Linked DNA regions of Danio rerio: region 1 is linked to region 2. Evidence: chromatin contacts called from public HiCAR-type data. All regions are on one chromosome and are shown on one strand. Each heading gives the region's core, a stretch centred on a gene start, on an enhancer-like site or on the middle of the called end of the contact. The rest is flanking DNA. Distances are from core to core; before and after follow the strand shown. Region 1 overlaps mgat5 (alpha-1,6-mannosylglycoprotein 6-beta-N-acetylglucosaminyltransferase). Region 2 holds the start of mgat5 (alpha-1,6-mannosylglycoprotein 6-beta-N-acetylglucosaminyltransferase).

The links. HiCAR-type assays count read pairs that join an accessible place to other places.
Region 1: a contact with region 2 is called in a HiCAR-type map of caudal fin, with 7 times the contacts expected there. The contact joins the enhancer-like site here to the promoter of mgat5 in region 2. A contact is called at or near these places in 9 of 18 Hi-C or Micro-C datasets (caudal fin, embryo, hematopoietic stem cells and 2 more) and 3 of 4 datasets of contacts at active chromatin or transcription factors (caudal fin, embryo and gastrula embryo).

The regions. Positions count from the first base shown.
Region 1 is chr22:11,730,640-11,736,270 of GRCz12tu, reverse strand. mgat5 (alpha-1,6-mannosylglycoprotein 6-beta-N-acetylglucosaminyltransferase) reads right to left here. Exons shown (of 17, transcript NM_001045311.1): 12 at 1-141. Among named protein-coding and RNA genes, the nearest start is that of tmem163b, 87 kb to the left of the region's middle. Within about 2 kb of position 3,835, at least 4 of the 62 cell types and tissues checked have an H3K27ac peak or open chromatin away from gene starts, as enhancers often do.
Region 2 is chr22:11,628,566-11,634,275 of GRCz12tu, reverse strand. mgat5 (alpha-1,6-mannosylglycoprotein 6-beta-N-acetylglucosaminyltransferase) reads right to left here and starts at 2,799. Exons shown (of 17, transcript NM_001045311.1): 1 at 2,708-2,799.

The DNA of each region.
Region 1 (5,631 bases), core at 2,586-5,085, 100 kb before region 2:
TCGCAGCAGGAACTGCAGGTCTCGTCCGCTCAGGATGCCGTGGTTCTTCACGTAGCCAGGCAGGTGGACTGTACTAGTGCCATGGACTGTGCCGTGAACTTCCATATAGGAGTGAATAATGTCTAGGTACTTCTTTTTATCCTAAAACCAGAAAACAAGACACAAACATGAGAATAAGAACATTAGTAACATCAAATGTAATTAAAATGCCCTTTTGCACAGCTTAAACACTCTGAAAATACTGTTATTCTCTGATAATGTAAGCAGAGCCATGTGGGCGGGGCTGTATACTTTTGATCTGAAGATTGTCTCTCGTGTCGGCATGATAGCCCAGTGGTTAGTGTGCTGACATATGTTATGGCAGTGATCCGGGCGTCCTGAGTTCAAATCTTGTGGACCTTTCCCTGATCCTACTCCCCGCTCTCTCTCCCACTTCACTTCCTGTCAACCTAATGTCCTATCAAACAAAAGCTAAAAAATGCCAAAAATAAAAAATGTATATAATAATAAGCGATTGTCTTTCGCAATCCTTCTTTATTTTATAAAATGTCAATATTAGATAATACATTTAATGTGTATAATTACTATTGACATAACTAAAAGAAATGTAAGACACTATATATGCAACAGTTTCGTTTACTTCAAACAAAACTAAACTACAAACCTAAATGACGTAATTTTGAACAAAATCTAGCCTAAACAGAGTTTGTTTTGGCTCCATAACACCTTTGAGCTGCCATTGGACTGAGATGATTACGAAATCAGTAGGCGTGTCCTGAAACTCCGCCCTCTTTGACAGGCGATTGATTATAACCACGCAATGAAACCGATAAAGGATTTAAGACGATATGGGTTAGTGCGACGAGTTCAGTCATATTTGAGGAATATTTAATCTATAGTTCCAAGAATCATGATTACGTGACTGAATCAACAGCAAAACACCCCAGGACGCTGAAAACAGAGCAACAAAACGAACACAGCCTGTTTTTAGCTCTCAGTGTGAAGCTGCAGAAGTGCAAAAGCAGACAGGAACAGTGAAACGGGACTCTGGGGGGAAAAACACGAGATGAAGAGGATAAAAATGAAGCTTTTTCTTTGGAAGCGTTCAAAGAATACAAAGACGCCCACTTCCTGTCAGAGGGAGGAAACCGAAATATAGCTCGTGTGTGTGTGTGTGTGTGTGTGTGTGTGATGTCGAGGTGAGAAAACAAAATATATCTAAAAAAATAATTGGAAACAACAATACTTGCCACACAGAGTAAAGAAGCTAGTGCTACCATTAATTATGCAATTATTAATTGTAAGATTTAGAAAATGAAACTAAAAAAAAAGTCAACAATTTATTTATTATAATAAATATTGTATTTTTTATATAATTTATTTATATTATTCGATATTTAAATTCAATGAATGGGATGACCGTAAATTGAGGAAACAATTAATTAACTGCACATCTATACTATAAAATAATAAGTGCAGCTTTTAAAGAAATTCTTGATTATTTTTAGTCTTAAATAAGGAATAAAATTAGGGATACACATTATTCATTTAATTATAATTAATTTGAATTTAATTATAAATCTGAATGGATGGATGGATAGATAGATAGATAGATAGATAGATAGATAGATAGATAGATAGATAGATAGATAGATAGATAGATAGATAGAGATACAGTAGATAGATGGATAGACAGACGGATAGACAGACAGACAGATAGATAGATATAAAGAAATATAGTTGAATTAGCACAGTGAGTTATCGTATCTCAGATAACAAACATAGGCACACAACAAACACACACAAATCAAACAGAATATCAGTGATCCCCTTGTTTAATCATCAATTAGCTCCGTGTTTTATCGACTAACATGCCTTGATAAGAGATTATGGGAGATATGAGCTAAAAATGTCAACACAGCACGCAAGTCCCATGGGTTTGAAGAGATACTGAAACATACAAAGAGGTCAGGAACTACTGAAATCAAAAATGGCATTGTTTACTGTTTCATTCATGTCTTAAATTGTCATTTGGAATGTACTAGTATGCTTCAGGCCTTACTGCCAGTTGACTGATTACATTGAGAATGGAAAAAAAAGAGTTACAATGTAATAAAAATATTAGGTTTAACTGTGCAAATGAGGCCAAGTCAGTGATTAATTTGAGCGGGATCCTGTTCCAGAAAATGTCAAAAAATTTTGTTTTGCATTCCGGTATTTATTTATTTTAGTAGTGAATGTGTGTGTGTGTGTGTGTGTGTGTGTGTGTGTGTGTGTGTGTGTGTGTGTGGATACGAGGACACGATCTGATTCAGATCGGATAAATTTTCACATATAAACAAGGCCTGAATCTGATTTGAGGAAATCGGAATCCATGTGATTTTCGCCTGCTTACATGTACATAGGTCATATCCGATGTGAGCCACATAGGAGAAAAGAATCAGAATTGAGTCACTTGAACAGTGCAGTGTAAATGCAGCCTTAGATTCTTTTTTTACAGAGGAAGTTTCAGGAATCTCTTCATGATGCTGGTGGACGAGGAGATTCCCCCAATGTGTAAAGCACTTTGAGTGTCCAGAAAAGCGCAATATAAATGTAGGGAATTATTATTATTTACATAAATTATTATTTACATAATTATTATTTACATAATTATTATTTTCTACATTTTTTGTAGATTAAAATGTTATATATAATAAGGCATATTATGTATAATCACCCCCTCTGTAAAAACCTCACAGAAAAAAAATTTTTTTCAAGCTGTGTGTATCAAGCTGTGTGTATGTAAGATGCTGAAGTGGAGACTTATGCTGCATCTGCATTCACACCAAATGCAGAAGAAGCGTCAAGCATGAGTGATTTACACTGCAATAGACATCCTGCGGCATGATATGCGCAAATGGAGCGAATTGCATGAATGGCACTGCGCGAATGACACGCCTAACGTCAAGTTCGAAAATCTAAACTTCAGCAGACATTCGCGCCTCGTTAACCAATCAGGATTTTGCTCTTGTGGGGGCTTTATTATGCCGTAGCGCCTGTTGTTAGTGTCTTAGGGGAAAATCCTCCTGCCTACACCAACAACAGTACATCAAACTGGGCTCAGCTCGGGCAGAAGCACCGCTAAACGCTTCCATCATCAAGGTTAAATTTCTGGAAGAGTTCATGAGCCCACAGAGCTGGGCGCACCTCTGAAAAAAATCTAGTGAACTCGGGCACGGCTCCAAACGAATTGAGGCTCTTTTTCAGCCTTCATAAAGCGCATAAACACGGCTAACCTCTCAATAAAATCCATGCTGGCCATTTAGCAATGAAGCTAGAGTCACCAGGCAGACAGAAGCCCTGCCCATCACGCAAATCTGCGTCTATTGCTCAGTGAATTTGACACGCGAATGAAGCGGATTTGACGCACAAATGAAGCGGATCTGACGCACGAATGAAGCGAGTAAACTCAAATGTTCACGCGTCTAATTACGCGCGAATAGCATTCCGCGTCTGATGTGAACACAGCATTATAGTTCAATTGTTGGAGAAAAAAACTCATGAGAAAAATCTGTGATAATTTTATTACAATAATATAAACACAAACAGTTAAAGTGCGCAAAATCTCAAAATTGATAGATTCATGAAAAAGAGAAAAAAATAGACACAAAGATGCATTGAAAGTGAACTTACAGTGCTAATAATGCAATGAATGTATCTGTGTGTCTGTGTGTGTGTGTGTAAAGGAAGAGCCAAGACTTTATTTGCATTTCAAAAGCCTATACACATATCCTCTGATCTCTAGACGAGACACACACAGGGCCTATGCTCAAGTTTGTTTCCATGGAAACCAGTACTTGAGAGGCTGTGCAGTAGCAGGAGCTCTGTCTCCCGCTGGGTGAAGGACGGCATCAGTAAAATTGCATGAGGCTAAATGAGAAAGCACTGACGCCGTAAACGCATCCATCATCCTTAACCTCTTTCTGACCCTTAGAATTAAACGGACTACTGTACCTTTAAGATATGCAAATGAGCTCTTTTTTTTTTGATTAGCTAAGCTCTGCGCCCTGGCTAACTCTGCATGTAAACTGTGTTAAAAAAAAAATCATTCAATTATTTGGTTAGTGTGACTTTAAGATATGCAAATAAGCTCTACTATAATTAGCTAACCTCCGTGTACCTGCAAACTTTCATTTAATGATGCAGGAACAAAAAAAAAATCATGTTTTTCATTGCATGATTTGGTTAGTGTGCCTTTTAGATATGCAAATGACCTCTGCGTACCAACTAAATTTGCATATAAACTTTCATTTTGTGTTCCAGAGAGAAACGCATAGGTAACACGATTCTGTGGCTATATTGTTATGATATGCAAATTAGCTCCACTTTTTTTGATTAGCTAACCTCTGCATACGGGCAAAATATAAACACTTACATTTAAATGTTCAAGAGAGGCAAAAAACAATGATGTTCTCCATTAAATGGGTTAGTTAATGTGCCTTAAAGACATGCAAATGAGCTTATAAATGCAAATAATGTTATAAATGTATACAAGTTATAAATGTGTCAGATATTTTACCTTTTAAAGGGGGCATGAAATGCGAAATCTAAATTTACATAATTTTTGGATGTAAATAAGAGGTCTAAGTCATCCTAGACATTTCAGAACTCAAGCATTTCTTGTTGCGGTAAAAACAGCCAATATTGAAAACAGTCTGATAAAATGACAGGTTTTGTAATGTTCTAATCTATGATGTAACAGTTTGGATAAACCCCGCCTCCACAGAAGATTGATGCCTTTTACTACACTGCCTGTTTAGCAATGTTAATATGAAAATCTGTGAGCTGATCAGAGCAATAGCTATTTGTTTTAGTCTAAAATCTCCAACCTTCTGACAAGCGTCAAAAACAGCACAGAAAACAGTTTATTACTTCATTTTTATGAAAATGACAGGCTAAAATTATAAGTGGACCTCAGAGAATAATGCAAAATTAAAAAACATGTAGTTCATAATCCTGTTAAGATCTCGCTGCAAATATAACCTTGGATACAGGCAAACTTAAAAACGTGCAAACGTTCATTTAAAGAGCCAGAAAACAATGACGTTATACATTAAATTGGTTAGTCAATGTGCTTTAAAGATATGCAAATAAGCTCTACAGAAAAAAAACATACCTTAACGTATAGGCAAACTAATATATAAAAAATGGTATTAATAATATGCTATAAAAAGTTGTGTGTCAGATATTGTACCTTTCAGGGCAGCATAACATGCAAAATCAACACGTCAAAAATTTTTCAATTATAAGAGGTCCAAGTACTATAAAAACAACCAAGAAGTTTCTGAACTCAGTCATTTTTGTTGCTCTAAAACAGCCTATATGGAACGCAGTCTGGGAAAATAACGGGTTTTGTAATGCTCTACACTATGATGTAGTAGTCTTGATATACCCCGCCTCCACAGAAGACTGATGCCTGCTCCTACTTCATTGCCTGTTTAGCAATGTTAACATGCCAATCAGAGCAGTAGATATTTACTTGAGACTACGATCTGCCATGTTCTGACGAAGATCAAAAATAGCACAGAAAATAGTCAATTAACTTCTAAACTAGGATGTTTTTTATGTAAATGACTAACATTACAAGTG
Region 2 (5,710 bases), core at 1,550-4,049:
ACATCTCAGCTCTTTAACAACTAAACCACAGCCACCCTACAAAAATACTTACATCATATCAAAGAACTATACTCGTTTATACAGTAGGCTTCACAAACTGTTCTGGGATTCAACCCCAAAACCATCAGTTTTTCTCCTCAGCGCTTTAAATACTACACCAAAACCACCGTAGAATAACAATTACACCATATCATATAACTATGATGGTGTACAGGCTTCACAACTGTTCTGGGCCTTAACCCCAAAATCTTCAGTCTCTCACCTAAGCTGTTTAATTACTACACAAAAGGCACCCTAAAATTACACCATAAGTATGCTGGTCTATACAGTAGACTTCACAACTGTTCAGAGGCTCAACCCCAAAACCTTCTGTTTGACACCTCAGCTCTTTAACCAATACACCAAAGCCAGCCTAAAATTAACATTTCCGAATATTAAGGAGCCATGCCTGTTTATACAGTAGGCTTCAAAAACTGTTCTGGGACTCAACCCTAAAACCTTCTGTTTGACGGCCCAGCTCTTTAACCAATACACCAAAGTCAGCCTAGAATTACAATTAAACCATATTATATAATTACCCTTGTCTACACAAAATGCTTCACAAACTGTCATGGGACTCAACCCTAAAACCTTTCATCTGACACCCAGCTCTCCATTTCCTTCACCAAAGTCACCCTAGAATTGCAGTTACAATATATTGTATAACTATACTAGACTACAAAGTAGGCTTCATAAACTGTTCTGGGACTCAAACCCAAAACCTTCAAGTTTTTCTCCTCAGCACTTTAATCATTACTACACCAAAACCATCCTAGAATTACAATTACAGCATATCATATAACTATGATGGTGTAAACCACTGGCTTCACAACTGTTCTGGACCTTAACCCCAAAACCTTCAGTTTCTCAACTAAGCTGTTTAATTACATACCAAAAGACACCCTAAAATACAGTTTCAAAAGTTCGCCCTTAGCTGATGACTGATTATGGAGCGTGATTGGCATGCTGTTCTGGGAGAGAGCCCTGAACTCATGAGATCCTCGAGCCCGGGGCTCCCTCCTGTTGCAGGGTGAGAGCGGAGTCTGAGTTCAGGTAGGTCTCGAGAACTCCCCTGCTTGATAATGTTGGAAGTAGATTAATGCTATGAAGTGTCTATGCTGTCAATTTAGATTTGTCAATTTACTTATGTCACACGTTTTTGGTCTGTTGGAGGAAACCGGAGAGCCCGGTGAAAACCCATGCAAACACAAGGAGAACATGCAAACTCCGCATAGAAATGCCGACCTGGCCAGAAAGAGTCTGAGCTGGTGACATTCTTGCTGTGCAACCGTGGTGCTAACCACTAGGCCTCCGTGCTGCCCTGACAAGGAAATGGGAGGAGTAGGAGTGGAAGGGGGGATTCTTCAAGATGAAGATGGCTGAAGTAAGATACTCTGGTTATTTATAGTGGTTAAGGAGTCTTCTGATCAAATCAGTGTTAGCTAATGCGGACCAGGTGCTATCAATCATAATCACGTGCTCCTCTCGAAATTAGTTTATAAATAAACTTTACTTAATGTTTTTTAAAAACTGAACCAATTACAGTACAAATACTTATTTAAGTGATTTGTTAAAGGCCTAGAACGATCCAAATCCAGACCCGAATCCAAATGTTGTAGGTTTGATGCAACACATGAGTTTACCACAGGTTATTTTATAATGCACTTCAGAAGATCACTGTAGCATGATCTGATCTCATGTTACTTTAGTTTCTAAACCATTGCACCAAATGATTACCATACTTAAATACCACAGTATTTACATGCATTTGTACTACAGGACATTTTTAAGAAGACAAAATGTAAATGTTTAAAACATGATAATAAAGGAGTACAAAATGGTTATTCAGCATAACTGGCTGTGACATCTCACAAGTCCCTTTTTATAAACTGGTATTTCTGGGACTTGACCCCAAAAAACCTTCAGTTTGTCATCTCAGTTCTTTAACTACTCCACCAAACACAATACCAGAATTAAATTTAACTTGAACAGTTGTGAATAATTACACCAATAGCAGAACATAAACTGATGTGGCTTAAAGGTTACAGGCCTTGGATGGGAAGCCAAATGTTGTAGGTTTGAAACCTGAGGTAGATCCGATCACCAATTTACCCTTGAGCAAGACACTTTACCTCAGGCTACTTAATAATACGACTTTAAAGAAACGCTGTTGTGTTACCACGGTAAAGTGTTGGTTGACACATAACACTTTGACTTTAATCTAGCTTACAGACATCTGTTTTCGTACAACGCTTTTCTAACGTTCTGTACCATAGTAAAGTCACATAAAGGAGCACTAATGACACTGTTTAGACATCACATCGCTATACTACCGCGGTTGCTTATAGATGTATAACTGTAGCACCATATTCTCGGAAGTACCCGTGTTAAAAGCATGATACATTCATTTCAATACATCAAAGTACGAATGTTTCGCCATGTATGAGCGACACAGGAATGGCATATATTGCTCCTATAGGGGTTATTTGTAATGCTGTAGTTTAATAAGGTGTTAAACACCTAATGTGCAGATTTTAGCGCATAAACAACATAAATAAACACGTATATCACACACATATGCGCGAGTTCCGCAGTGGACTGCAGCGCACCAAACGCGCCCTGCTTTCATTACATACGCGTTTATAAGGAAAACCGAACAAACACCCACCTGATTTGAGATTTGGGGTGATGATATGGACGTTAAATGCTGTGGAAAAGCCGGTGGTTTCACTGTGATCGGCGTCAGTGTGGATCCACGCACCTGACAACAGTCGGTGTGTTTCGTTTCGCTGTCTGATCACATTCAACACAAAGAGCGTCGAGACGCACAGAGGACGCAGGGAGCGTGGCGATTTTACGTACGACGTCGGAAAGCGTAAAAACTTTCCTAATGCGCTCTCTGAGGACCCCTAACTTCATAGAACCACACAGGTGGAATGATTGTTCAATTAATTAGTTCAATTACGTTAGAAATTGATTTCAGGCAGCCTAAATTGACCTTAATCACACCAAAATTGAAGGAGGAATCAAGTTAGGTGGAATCAAGTTAACCTACAATCCTACATTAACATGACAAATACACTGTACATTGAAACCTACAAATGTATCTCTAAATAAATGTAAATCTATAAATGTCACTCATTTTGAACAATATTAATTCAGACAATATGAGTTTACAATAAATGGCAGATTCGTGGTTCAACAAATCATTTAGAATCTTTCTGGGTGAATAATTGGCTTGATTACAGGCCTAACCATACTTGAGTTTAGCTCACTAGCAGGGTCGGATTGGCCATCTGGCAAATGTCAGAAGGGCTGGACAATTTTTTAAATGTGGGCCGGTCATTTTTATTTTTTAATATGTATGGTTTTTACATGCAGGCAGCTTTTATCTCTTGCAAGATGTGAATATGATGATGATGATGATGATGAGGATAGTAATAATAATAATAATGAAGTTCTGCACAAGACTTTTGGCCAGCGGAGAAATTAAAATGGTCATGCCCAACTGAGTCTGGTTCTCTCAAGGTTTTTTTTCTTCACTCCCATCAGGTGAAGTTTTTTTTCCCTCTCCGCTGTCGCCACTGCCTCGCATGGTTCAGGATTGGTAGAGCTACGCATCGATGAATTTGCTCTTCAGTGTTTGAACTCTCAGTAATGATTAAATCACACTGAACAGAGCTAAACTGAACTGAACTGAACTTAAACACTAAAACCTGAACCACACTGTTCCAGTTACTATGACCATTCATGTGAAGCTGCTTTGACACAATCTACATTGTAAAAGCGCTATACAAATAAAGCTGAATTGAATTGAATAATAATAATAATAATAATAATAATAATATCTGGCTGGTTTTGAGATGGGCCGACCCAATCAGAGGTTACGTGGACATAATCAAAATCTGGTAAAGAATGTCAAAACAGTAAGTGCAACACAAGCTAATTGTCAGAAATGGACCATGTCATATGGCTTTTATCATTTCACCATATGTACACCAATGGTGGGGCTGTGTCAGTGTGAAAATGTGGTCTACAGTGCCAGGGCTAAATTTTTGTCCCAGTCCGCCCCTGCTCACTATTCTGGTTTTAAAGGGATGTTCATCCCTAATAAGACTTGTTCACATTCATTCACTTTCTTTTCGGCTTAGTCCCTTTATTAATTTGGGATCGAACAGCGTAATGAACCGCCAACTTATCCAGCATGTATTTTAAGCAGCGGATGCCCTTCCAACTGCAACCCATCACTGGAAAACACCCATACATACTCATTCACACACTAACACTACAGACAATTTAACTTACCTTTGGACTTTGGACATGCCAACACGGGGATAACATGCAAACTCCACACAGAAATGCCAACTGACCCAGGCGAGGCTGTGTGAGATTGTGCTACCCACTACGCCCCTATTCTTGACTTGTCACAAACCTATCTAAGTTTCCTTTTTTTCTGATAAACACAAAATAACTGATTATTTTGAAAATGTTAAACATGTAATCATCGACTTTCATTGTTTTCCTAGCATGATAAGTCAATGGTTACAGGTTTGTAACATTTTTCAAAATATATTATTTTGTGTTCAACAGAAATTTAAACTTATGTATGTTTGAAATGACTAGACTCAGGTTTCTCAGTAGCGGATGGCATCATAATTGGGTAAACTTAGAGCGCGTGAATGGGAGAGTAGGCTACAACAAATAATTTTTACAACCCTATTTGCTGAAATAAAAGAAAAACTCAACTATGGTGTTATCAAGACTTTCAGAAAAAAAGATAAATCTACTGTGAGACTGATGACGGCAGCCAGAGGAGAGAATAACATCAAATTTACTTTCGCCCCCATAGACGCTGCATTACAAACCCCTCACATACTGTAAGTGGCAATTCGTTACTTGAAATTTGACAAAAAGATAGCCTAATACATACATAAATGCATATAAATGTCCATACGTTTTTTTTTTAAATCAACATATTTAAAACTTTCAAGGATTTAAGACTATACTGACCATTAAACACATAATAACAGTCTTGTGAAAAGAGTCCCTTGAGGGTGAGACAATGGTGACCCTGCTGAAAAATCCAGTTTAAATCAGCCTAGGCTGGTTGGCTGGTTTTAGCTGGTTGACCAGCCTGGTTGTAGAGGGGTTTTGGCCATATCCAGGCTGGTTTCCAGCCATTTCCAGCCTGGTCTTAGCTGGTTAGGCTGGAAAATGACCAGCCAAATCCAGCTAAAACTAGCTTGACCAGCCTGGTTTAAGCTGGACATAGCTGGTTTTGGCTGGACTCCCAGCTTGCCTAGGCTTGTCAAGCTGGTTTTAGCTGGTCATCTTCCAGTCTGACCAGCTGAGACCAGGCTGGAAATTGCTGGAAACCAGCCTGGAAGTGGCCAAAACCCCTCTAAAACCAGGCTGGTCAACCAGCTAAAACCAGCCAACCAGTCAGGCTGGTTTAAGCTGGATCTTTCAGCAAGGGAGTCATTTTGGGGTGAACTATTCCTTTAAAATCAAGTTTATGAGAGCAATAATGACTTATACATGTCGATGATTTCCACTCACACAACCTTTGTATGACTTCAGACTTTGTATGTCTTGAAATATACTCTCACATAAACCTATTCTGTTTCTTTAGTAGCCGTGTTCTGCCATATGTTGTTGTCAAACGCAAATA